Regions from separate parts of the Mus musculus genome. Here regions 1 and 3 are each linked to region 2. Evidence: chromatin contacts called from public Hi-C and HiCAR-type data. All regions are on one chromosome and are shown on one strand. Each heading gives the region's core, a stretch centred on a gene start, on an enhancer-like site or on the middle of the called end of the contact. The rest is flanking DNA. Distances are from core to core; before and after follow the strand shown.

Region 1 (3,530 bases), core at 24-2,523, 800 kb after region 2:
GTCGCCAACACTCCGGCTCCGTCATATACAGCTTTTATATTGTTCACAACCTTCTTGTTGTACATAAATACTCAGTGAGAATATATTGTTTAACTCCTCAAATGGATAGCCTCAACTCTTGAGTCAGGGAACTGGGGTTGAAAACGCATCTCTAGTGCGCTAAAATGCCAAGGGTGCTCACGGGTGACGTGGGAAATAGGAAAATCAAAACAAATGCCCACTGCAACTTAGTGCATTTTAGAGTTGAGATTAAAGGGGAATAAAGACCAGGCTGGTGGGAAAATGTGCTAGGAGTCAATAGCCAAGAAGATCATGGGCCCGAGCAATCAGACCAAAGAGAGTCATCAGCCAGGGTCCCCTGTACCAGCTCCCACACTGGACTTGATTGATGAAAAGCTAACTCCTCTCCATTTAGTGTGGGATAATTTCCCCCTTTTGACAGCCATATGGTTAATCTCTATAGATAGATAGGTAGATAGGTAGATAGATAGATAGATAGATAGATAGATAGATAGATAGATAGATAGATAGATAGATAGATAGTAGAACACTTAGGGAATCTCAGGTTTCCATTTGGGCCTAAGAGACTTCATTTCAACTAATATCTCCATTTTTATCTGTCAGCCTTAAGGAGAAAGATGATCCATTCAAAGGCAGCTGCCATCCAATTAACACTTGACTCTAGGTAATAAATCATATCACAGTCTTCATTGACAACCTGTAGGACATTATCTTTTCAATGGCACTTGGTATGACCTTTAACTCCAAATAGTTTGAAAGATACTTGAGTGCAGCCTTCCAGGGCCCATCACCCTGCTCAGGACAGAATGCAGCTTATACAGAAGGGGGCCCAGCTCTGTACAGAAAGGGCTTTGCATAAAACACAATTACTGCTGATTAAACGTCATCTAGCATTTCAGGAGTACACATCTATTTTTATCATGCATATTTAAAATCCACTTGAACTGGATTTCCTTCCTCGAGAGTTCATTATTGGTTCCTTTTTTTCCCCATAGAGAAAAAAAAATCAAATGTTCTATAATGCATTTTGTGTAGAACATGGTCCTAACACCACAGAAAAATTCCGTTAAATGTCAAAAGAATTTAAAGACTTGTTGAAAAAAATCAGAGGCTCAGGATGTTATGAGTCCTTGGATCCTTGGAAACTTTAATAACCATTGAGTGCAAGAATCTTTCAGAAGTCCCAACTTGGCTGAAGCATACGATATAATCACCGGTTTATTAAAAGAAACCCGTAATTACACATGTAAGCTGAGGGAAGGCCGGGATGCTTTTCCTCTGGTGCTGTGTCAGCTTGCCTTCTCAGGCACACAAGCATCTAAGGATACAAGCTTTTCTCTTCCTTCCACCCTTTGCTATACTAAATAATCATGACTGCAGAGCTGTTCAAATAATTTGCATTTTGCTTTATCCTTTGAGTACTAAACAAAAACAAGGTACCGAAATATAAACAGAGACAGAAATTTTAATCTAGAGGCAGATGACTGCAGGGGCCATCAAAGGGAGTTCTGTGTAAGTTAAATGCATAAAAAAGCAGACATACAAGAGCATGCATGTACACACAAGAGCACAGGTACACGTACATACACAGCTGCACATTGTGTATACACATACATAGGGATACATACACACAGGAACACACATGCACATATATAATACATACTCAGGAACACACATGTATGTGTACACATGCATACACAGAAACACACGTACACATGTAGATACGCTGGTATAAAAAGGCATACAGAACCACATACATGCAGATGTACACACATGCATATGTACACATAAGAACACAATGTACACATACACATGTACATAACCATACACATACACAGAAACATGTGTATACATACACATATACAAATGCATATACAGAAACATACATATATGAGAACATAAAGTTATACATGTCCAGATACATACATAAACACACATATAGGTATGCATACCTATGTATACATGTATACATAATCACACATATATGTGCATATACTCATACTTCTACATGCACACTTATATATAAATATACAGAGGGACACATAGCTGCACATATACACAGGTATATGTGCACATACAGGTATACACATACATGTGTACACATGCACACAAAACACACTGAAGAACAAAACTCTGAGAAAACATTTGTCCTCTTGCTAAACACCCTTCCTTCCACCCTTTGCTATACTAAATAATCATGACTGCAGAGCTGTTCAAATAATTTGCATTTTGCTTTATCCTTTGAGTACTAAACAAAAACAAGGTACCGAAATATAAACAGAGACAGAAATTTTAATCAAGAGGCAGATGACTGCAGGGGCCATCAAAGGCAGTTCTGTGTAAGTTAAATGCATAAAAAAGCAGACATACAAGAGCATGCATGTACACAAATTAGATTAGTCCAAAAAGATTTATATCCTTAACAACTATTCATTTTTCCTTATTCTCTGAGCCTCACTAACTGCTGCCTTCCCTGGTCCTGTAAATAATTATAGTCCTAGATGTTTGAAACCCAATGGTGCAGACACTAAAATATAGAGCGCAGACCTATTATGAAACTAGATAATTGATCTCAACAGTAATGAGGCTGGAGGCTAGGAGGGATTCAATCTGGAGATAGGAATTCAAACTTTTTATTACCTTTTAAAAATATTCTTTTAATTTTTCAGAAAATTTATATTGATCTAGTTCTCCCCACTTCCCAAGTCCTCCCAGATCCTCCCAAACTCCCTACCCACCCAACTTCACGTTCTTTCTCTCTCTTACAAAAATAAGAAAAACAAACTAAAAATAAAGAAACAAAAAGGACAGATGCACACACACATCAGTGCATAACCAAAAGTATCATTTTAAAAGGGGGGTGTCTATTTTGTGTTAGTCAAATATTTCTGAGCATAGGGTTTGCCCTGGAGTGTGAGTGATATTTCTCCTTTGCAGAAAGCTGATTTTCCCTTCTCCTAGCAGGTATACATTGTGAATAGCTTCTTTGGTAGGGCTGGGGCTTTGTGCCCACCTTCACTTCCCCTTATTGGGATTTTTTTTCTGTTTTGGACCTAGACAGGTTCTGCCCATGCTGTCACAGTCTGTGTGAGTTCATGTGCATCCCTCCTGTTGTGTCGAGAAGATCTTTAGAGTCCTTTATACTGCTGGCTCATATCCTTCTGTCTCCTCTTCTGCATTACTCCCTGAGCCCTGAAAGGAAGAGCTTGATGAAGTCATCCCATTCAGGGCTGAGTGCTCTGAAGTCTCTCACTCTCTTCGTGTTTTCCAGCTGTGGGTCTCTGAGTTACTTCCCATCTACTGCAAGAAGCTTCTCCTATAAGGGAGGATGCGGGATTATGGCATGCCCGCTGGGTATCATAGACATGCAGTCTCTGGTAAAGAGGGTTCTGCTGGCCAGCATGGCGTAACAAAGGCATGGAAGCTGACTAGGAGGAGTGGCTGAGGGGAACAGTGAAGAACTGGAAGAACACTGCGTGTGTACCACAAGTGAAGGCCCAAGGGGGTGA
Region 2 (3,884 bases), core at 1,317-3,816:
GGAGGACCAACCAACCAACCAACCAAACAAACAAACAAACCCTGTGTTAAAACTCTCTAACTTCTAGGTGATTATACTTTAAATACTTTGTAAAAAGTTTTTAAAAGTAAAGGTGATAGAGGAGTTAATTATTTTATCAAATGATTTGAAGGAAGTATTTGTTAATTTTAGACCAATGTTCCTAAGAAAATGTTTCTCAGAGGAAAACATATCTTTGGTAAACAAATAGATGTATGAAAAGTTTCTTTCCACAGATGCATTTGGGCATAAAACTAAAGATTAATTTTGGTTAATGTTTTACCAAAAGGCATCTTCTTATGAGCAATTGATTGTAAAGTGCATGGTTTATGCTCTACAAGGAAATAATGGAGATTGGTGAGAAAGCTCTCATGTTGGTCTTCCTGTGCACAATAACGGCAAGTCAGGATTGGGAAGCTGGACCTGCTCCTTATGAGGGACTATGGTTTCTCACTGAGGGCAGATCAATGGAACCACACGGTACAAGCACATCCAACAATAGCCGGCACTGTGAGGAATGCAGGTGAATGATCACAGAAAGGCACCTCCTGGCAAAGTCCATCAAAGAGTGGGTTGCACGGTGCTGAAGAGCACACAAAGGGTCCAGGATGCCAAGCTCTGTAACCCAGGAGTCATGAGACTGAATCACCACCCGACGCTACAGAAGGGGTGGTGAGCCTCTGCAGTATCTTCCATGTGTGCCTCTCATGTGATCCAGAAATGTATCCACAATGTCTACCTGGTGTTCTTAGTTTTTACTCAAGAAAGTGAAAGCGTATACATCTGAAGACTTGCTCACAAGGACTTGTGGCAGCTTCATTGGCTGTAGTTTAAAATCTGGGCTGAGACAACATCCCCACACTGCAATCTTTGGTCCCTATCTGATGGGCAGATGATGGGACCTTTAAGATGTGGGCCCCATGGAAGGAAATGAGTTCACTGGGGACATGTCCTTGAAGAGAACTTTCCACCATTGATGTTATTCCTCAACACAGGCAACAAGGATAGAGTCAACCACTATTTCCCAAAAGCCAGGCGTGTAACTACAAACACAAACAACCCTTGTTTCTGTTTTTTTTTTTTTTTTTTTTTTTTTTTTTTTTTTAAGTTTCTCTGGTGTTCCTTTACTTGGCAGAAAGTGGACTCACTCAACTTGAGCATCAATTCTGGAACAATCTCAGTTTGTAACACTCTCATCTGTGTGGTGTTAGGTCTGTAGCGGCTGTTCATGTGAGTAGTATGCATTGAAGCTGTTCTCTGAAGGATCAGATTATAAGCTGCCCTTTGCCAGAAGGGGGCAACATACCAGAGAGACCAGTGAGACCTCTAACAGCCCTAAGCATCTCAGACACCTGCTTCTAACACCTTGCTTTCACAGAAGAGCTCGCTGGTGTCCTGAAGCCTCGGAGCTGACGGGAAATCAGTCATTCTGGGCAGCATCCTTAAGCTTTGATCTTTCCAGCAGCAATGTGAATTTTACATATTTTTTTTCCCCCCACCGGCATACTTTGTTAGGTTTTTTTTTTTTTTTTTTTTTTATCACAAAAGACTAAGGCTTAGCCTTTGATAAATTCTCATTTGCAGAGATAAAGTAAAAGGGGGAAAAAGCATTGGGACCTTATAGGAAATGGCAATTTCACCCCAACACCCCCCCCCACCACACACACTCATGCAGTGATAATTTCGAAGTTTAGAAGGGTAACACACACACACACACACACACACACACACACACACATATACACACACACACACACACACACACACACACACACACACACACACACACACACACACACACACACACACACACACACACACACACACACACACACACACACACACACACACACACACACACACACACACACACACACACACACACACACACACACACACACACACACACACACACACACACACACACACACACACACACACACACACACACACACACACACACACACACACACACACACACACACACACACACACACACACACACACACACACACACACACACACACACACACACACACACACACACACACACACACACACACACACACACACACACACACACACACACAGACACACACACACACACACACACACACACACACACACACACACACACACACACACACACACACACACACACATACACACACACGCACACACACACACCTACCCCTTCAAGCATGAAAAAAGCATTTGAATTAAGCCAGGCACACAAAGCAAGAGAATTGTGGAGAGAAGCTCTCTGACAGGCAAGCCTGCTCTTTATTCTCTTGAGCTAATTCTGCCACACGACACACTGGCATCCAGAAAAGTAAGATTCTGACAGGCTAATTTCAGCTTGTGCTTCCAATGAAATGTACATAAGGCACTTGTTACGTCTAGTGACAGTCAGTGTCATTTTCTGTTTAAAAGCAATCCATTTGTGTGGATGCCTAGGAGAGCAGGTGCCCGTTGAGGGAGTAGGAAGGGCGTTTGGGGTCTAGTGAAGGTTTGCACGGCCGCTTGGCTGAGGCAAGGGAAGTGAGGCTCGGCCCGGATCATCAGGCTGGATTATCAGGCTGCTTGGGTTCAAGGACAGAGTCATCAAGTCAAGCTGGTGTCTGTCCATGACTTCCCCCGTCAGCGGTAAGATCTTAGGACCTATAGAACAGACGATCAGGTGGTGATATCGTTTGCTTATCAGTCCAGCTTGCTGCAGCTGCGAAGTAGAAAAGCTAAAAACAAAGTCTCTGAGGACAGACACATCAGAATACGGAAACAGAACACCAAAAAAACAAAACGGAGGCAGGCTAAAGGAGGACACGTGTGACCAGTAGGTGGCGCCATTATACCGCACAGAACCCGGCTTTCTGGCAGAGCTCTACTGGGGAGATTAGAGCCATATACAATTTCCTGTTGGCATTGAAGGTGAAGTCAAGGGTTGATATAAAGAGCTCCATGAGGCTCTGAAAATGCCGCATGCCGGCAGCAACCCAGGCTCACCCTTAAAAGAACTTCAGGAGTGAGGGCGCCAAGGAGGATACTGAGTCATAGCCCCATCGAAATAGTGTCTGATGTCACTGGCGAAAATAGACCCGGAGATCTCTTCTGTTTATCCCGCTGTAAAGAGGTGACATTCATCGGGTGACTAGAGAGTTCATTTAATTATAAAAGACAGAGCCATAATAGAGAAGCAGGATACGACTCCCTTGTCTAAAAGGTGTGGTGGATATTTGGAACCATGTATTTCCTAACCTGTGGTTTACAGCGTCTTTTAAAATTTGCTTTCCAAAGGAAACAGCATTTGGAACAGCAAAGATTGCTCAGGTCAAGACAGTGTGTAATTACAGTGCCAGATGGAGACTATTTCTGCCAACCACGATTCTAATTTCGTCTTTCCCTTTACCCAGTACTAAATTGAGTCTACTTAATAGAGACGCGTACTGCCAAAGCCACCCACAGCCCGTGTCCCATTCTGATTTCCACCTATCTTGTAAGATTTCAGACAAGCTTGAGGTTTAGATTGAACAAAGACAAGCTGAGCTACCATAGGGCTGGCTAATCTACAAAGAGGATCTGGGGGTGGGGTGGGTGCTTAAACAGTACATAGAGTGGGCAGGCACAGTCCTCTGACCAGAAAAGCCTCAGGCAAGGACAGTCTGGCACCCCCCTGTTGTGGATTTAAACTACCATTTCTTTGCACTGACTCTCAACTATCTCAGCAGGGATTTTGCTCAGCAATCTTTGCAGAGCCTGTTTCTTCCCTACATACTGAGTATGAGCAGTGGGTAGGGTTTTATTTCATCCTCCTTCCCCAAAATCACTGTGGTTTCAGGGAACTAGAACAGAACATGGGCCTCAGTGTG
Region 3 (3,787 bases), core at 111-2,610, 600 kb after region 2:
CTTAGTTGAGGTTTAGGTTTTGTGGGCTTGGGGAAGAGAACCAGGAAGAAGGAGGAAGAGGAGGAGGAGAAGGAGGAGGAGAGGAGGAAGAGAAAGGAGGAGGAGGAGGAGGAGGAGGAGGAGGAGGAAGAGGAGGAGGAGGAGGAAGAGGAAGAGGAAGAGGAGGAGGAGGAGAAGGAAGAGGAGGAGGAGGAAGAGGAGGAGGAGGAAGAGGAAGAGGAGGAGGAGGAGGAGGAGAAGGAAGAGGAGGAGGAGGAGGAAGAGGAAGAGGAAGAAGAAGAAGAAGAAGAAGAAGAAGAAGAAGAAGAAGAAGAAGAAGAAGAAGAAGAAGAAGAAGAAGAAGAAAAGAAGAAGAAGCAGCAGCAGCAAGAAGAAGCTACCAAGAGTTAGCTGAGGCATAAAAATGTAGCCCTGTGGGCTAACTTGTTGGAGTTAAGAGCAGCCCAGATGAAACCTAGTAAGTAGTAAGTAGTGATTCAGGGTTACTGATAGGAGAGTAGATTCAACAGAATGGAGGGTAGACAGCTGCCCAGTTACTGTGCTGGTTAAGGCTTACTGTAAATATAAATGCCGTGAGTGTGTTTTTAATCCTGGAATCCAATAACCAAGGAGGGGTGGAAACCCTGGGCCAGGATTTAAATAATTAATATTATAATTCAGTCCCCATACTTAATGTTTCACTTTCTAGTGCAGTCTACATGTACAGAGTCAGCAATATTCAGGATGAGTCTTCTTCTCCTATGTTCTCCCTGGAGCAACTCTACCTCCCATGTATTTTAATAGATGACATATAATGTCAGTTAGAGTCCAGTAAGGCCTACTACATTTGAGGCTTGAGTCTCTCTGAATCTTGCTGCTGTATTTCTGAATGGAGATCTGTGGGCCTGGCAGTTTGCCACTTCAAAAGCCTGCCGGTTCATTTGTCACTTCTAAGCAACAAATCAGTTCATCATTTGTTTGCCAAGGAAGGCAAAGCAAACAGGAGCAGTCATCGTCAGTACACAGACAGAATGCTAACCTGGTCTGTCTCGAACTTAGGAAGGTCATATGGGAGCTGGAACAATTTCTTCCTTGGCTGTTACGAAACACCTTACAAAGTCAACTTAAAGAAGGGAATGGTTCGTTGGGCCTGTGGTTCAGAGATTGGGGGACTGTAGCCCACAGTTGCAGGAGAAAGTGACAATAGGACTCGGGCAACTCCCCCCATTGCATCTGCATTCAGCAAGCAAGCAGCAGACAGGAAGGAAGGAAGGAAGGCTGGACTATGAATCCGCAAGTGTGCTCCCTTTGGCTTCCTCCTGAAGACTCCATTTCCCACAACAGAACCACTGATTGAGGGGACCAACTGTTTAAATCCACGAGCTACTGGGGATATTTTACATTCAAACCACAGCACACGCTCAGCAGCTCCTGGCTCGTGCAGCAGAGCATCGAAAGGAGTCCAAATGTTCCTGTGGAAAAGAATTGTCTTCCCTCCATTGTGCTGGTTTGTCAACTCGGGTCACTTTCGAGTTCCTTGTGCATTTCTAAAGATCTATCACCAAAGAAAGCAAACTGCAGCAGCAGCATTTTTAAGAAGGCGCCAGGGATGTCAGTTTAGACTTTCCCATTAGTTTATGATGGCAGTTCTGGCATTTCAAAGCAGGGTGCAGCTGTGTGGGAAAGATAGAGGAACGTGGTGCCCAATAATGGTCCCGCCCCAGAACGGGAACAAGTTACTGACAGCTCAGATGGCCTTCCGGGGTTTCTAAAGTCAGCGTCGTTGGGATGGTGTGGCGAATGGACTCATTGTCTCTAAAGGGTTTGGAATAAAAGCTGCAATGTAAGAAGAAAACAAAAAAACAGAATGAAAAGACAAAATACTGACAATTTACTGGGCATGATACCCTGGGGAAAGTACATTCAGTTCTACCAAAAAAGACACTTTGCCTATGTAGACCTTTCTCTTTCTTTACAAGCATTAAGCAAGATAATGTGTGTTTTTAAGGAGCTTCATGGTGCCTGGAACAAAACATGTTTTTAGAAGAGGCTTTGCTTTATAAAGAAAAGTATAATTCACCATCATTTGATGTGCTGAGTAGTTGGTGGGTTTGTTGTTGTTGTTGTTGTTTGGTTTTGTTTTTGTTTTGTTTTGTCAACTTGACACAGCCAGGAAGGATCACCTGGAAAAAAGGAAGCTCAGTTGAAAAAAATGAGTTCTTCAGATTGCCCTATAGACAAGTCTATAGGGCTTTCTTTTTTTAAATTAATGATTGGCATGGAGGGCCCATTCCACTAGGGACAGTACCACCCATGGGTAAGTGGTCCTGGGTTGTCTAAGAAATCCATCTTTAAGGGTGTCACCATGGAGTTTCCATCTCCACTTTAAGGCTTGCCTCCTGTTCACTTAATAAGTCTCAGACATCCTTGCATCCTTTCAAGCATGGCAGGACTAGCATGAGCCTGTACACCTACAGTTTGTCTTATCACAAAGATCATGAACCAAGCAGCAGGATGACTGTCTACAGAAATTCTTCCCATAACTCAAAAGTATGTGTGGTGTGCTTTCCTCACAAGCCATCTGTCTGGCAGCCTCAGCCCCTTTCAGTCACTTCTTCCTATCAATAGATGTTCAGACTCTTGCTTGTTGTGTAGGTGGCAAGCAGCAACCCCTCATTTTGTTGAAAGAGCCCTAAAGTGCCATTACCAGGGGTGGTATTTTAATAGTTATCAGATGCACTATTTATTTGGCATGTAACTGAGCTTTCCAACGAGGTACCTGTCCTGCCGTAGATACAGAAAGCATCCTTTGTGCTGACAATGGTTAAGCTTCCCCGGAGCTGCTGACCAAGATGCATGTTCTAACATGCGCATGTGTTGAAAGGATCAAATTTCCTGTCTCTGCTTATCTTGACCCAGGGAAAACCTTTTAGGTATATGCACAATGCCAGGTCTAATGTATCAAAGGCCTGGGTTCCTTGGCATCCTAGGTCTTCAGAGCTGTGTGAAATCTACTCTTAACAAACCTAGGAAAGTAGGAGATATGACACTGGGCAAGAGAGAATGGTTTCTCTTGGGGACACAATTGTGATAAAGTAGTCTAATGCACCTTACAAGGAAGGAGTGGAGAGACACAAGATCTTGAGAAATTTAGAAGCATACAGAGCATTTCCAGCTGTCAGGACAAGGTCAACACACTGAAATGAATTCTTGACTGATCTCCAAGGGATAAATTTAGGAAGGGAATCAGGAGAAAGATGCTTGAAAACAACACATGTAACTTACATGGAAGCCAGGAGACAATTAAAATCCTGTAGTATCTCCTTCTCAAGGGGGACAGGTACAAGTATACGACCTGGACAGGATGTGCAGAAAGCTTAAGAATCATAAAAAATAGCTGAAGAAACATATGCTTAACTCTACCCTCAGCAAGAATTTACTGAGTATCTGACAGATTGGAGGCGATCTCAGCCTCTACTAGAAAAAATAATGTGGAGCTTTCAAAGCTGGAAAAGTGTAGGCTTGAGCCTACACTTGTGTTCTTAATTGAGGAAACCCACAATGGCACTGTCTTATGAAGACCCACACCCTTCCCTAGAGACTGGAAAATGTTAACAGTGTTACTGGGAGAATCGGTGATATGTTCAAGACTGATTTTAGTAAATTAAGTATTATAAATCATTGTCTATGTGCTGTGTTTTAACCTAGGAACTGCAATAAAACAAATTCTAGAAGGGACAAAATCTCCCCTCCCCTCAGCAGCTTGCATTCTTGTGATAAAGGTTAACAGCAAATCATATAACACACA

Evidence for each region. A called contact is a pair of places that touch in the nucleus more often than the background predicts. HiCAR-type assays count read pairs that join an accessible place to other places.
Region 1: a contact with region 2 is called in a Hi-C map of cortical neurons, with 2.1 times the contacts expected there. The contact joins two enhancer-like sites. A contact is called at or near these places in 1 of 484 Hi-C or Micro-C datasets (cortical neurons), 1 of 115 datasets of contacts at active chromatin or transcription factors (astrocytes) and 1 of 9 other capture datasets (embryonic stem cells).
Region 3: a contact with region 2 is called in a HiCAR-type map of astrocytes, with 4 times the contacts expected there. The contact joins two enhancer-like sites. A contact is called at or near these places in 3 of 484 Hi-C or Micro-C datasets (cerebral cortex, embryonic stem cells and myocytes), 4 of 115 datasets of contacts at active chromatin or transcription factors (astrocytes, neural progenitor cells, oligodendrocyte precursor cells and 1 more) and 1 of 9 other capture datasets (embryonic stem cells).

The regions. Positions count from the first base shown.
Region 1 is chr17:9,828,833-9,832,362 of GRCm38.p6, forward strand. No RefSeq gene overlaps it. Among named protein-coding and RNA genes, the nearest start is that of 4930452A19Rik, 55 kb to the left of the region's middle. Within about 2 kb of position 1,274, at least 6 of the 459 cell types and tissues checked have an H3K27ac peak or open chromatin away from gene starts, as enhancers often do. A contact at or near this core is called in cortical neurons, where this site is marked.
Region 2 is chr17:9,029,060-9,032,943 of GRCm38.p6, forward strand. No RefSeq gene overlaps it. Among named protein-coding and RNA genes, the nearest start is that of 1700010I14Rik, 43 kb to the left of the region's middle. Within about 2 kb of position 2,567, at least 64 of the 459 cell types and tissues checked have an H3K27ac peak or open chromatin away from gene starts, as enhancers often do. A contact at or near this core is called in astrocytes, cerebral cortex, cortical neurons and 3 more, where this site is marked.
Region 3 is chr17:9,631,396-9,635,182 of GRCm38.p6, forward strand. No RefSeq gene overlaps it. Among named protein-coding and RNA genes, the nearest start is that of Pabpc6, 36 kb to the right of the region's middle. Within about 2 kb of position 1,361, at least 29 of the 459 cell types and tissues checked have an H3K27ac peak or open chromatin away from gene starts, as enhancers often do. A contact at or near this core is called in astrocytes, cerebral cortex, neural progenitor cells and 2 more, where this site is marked.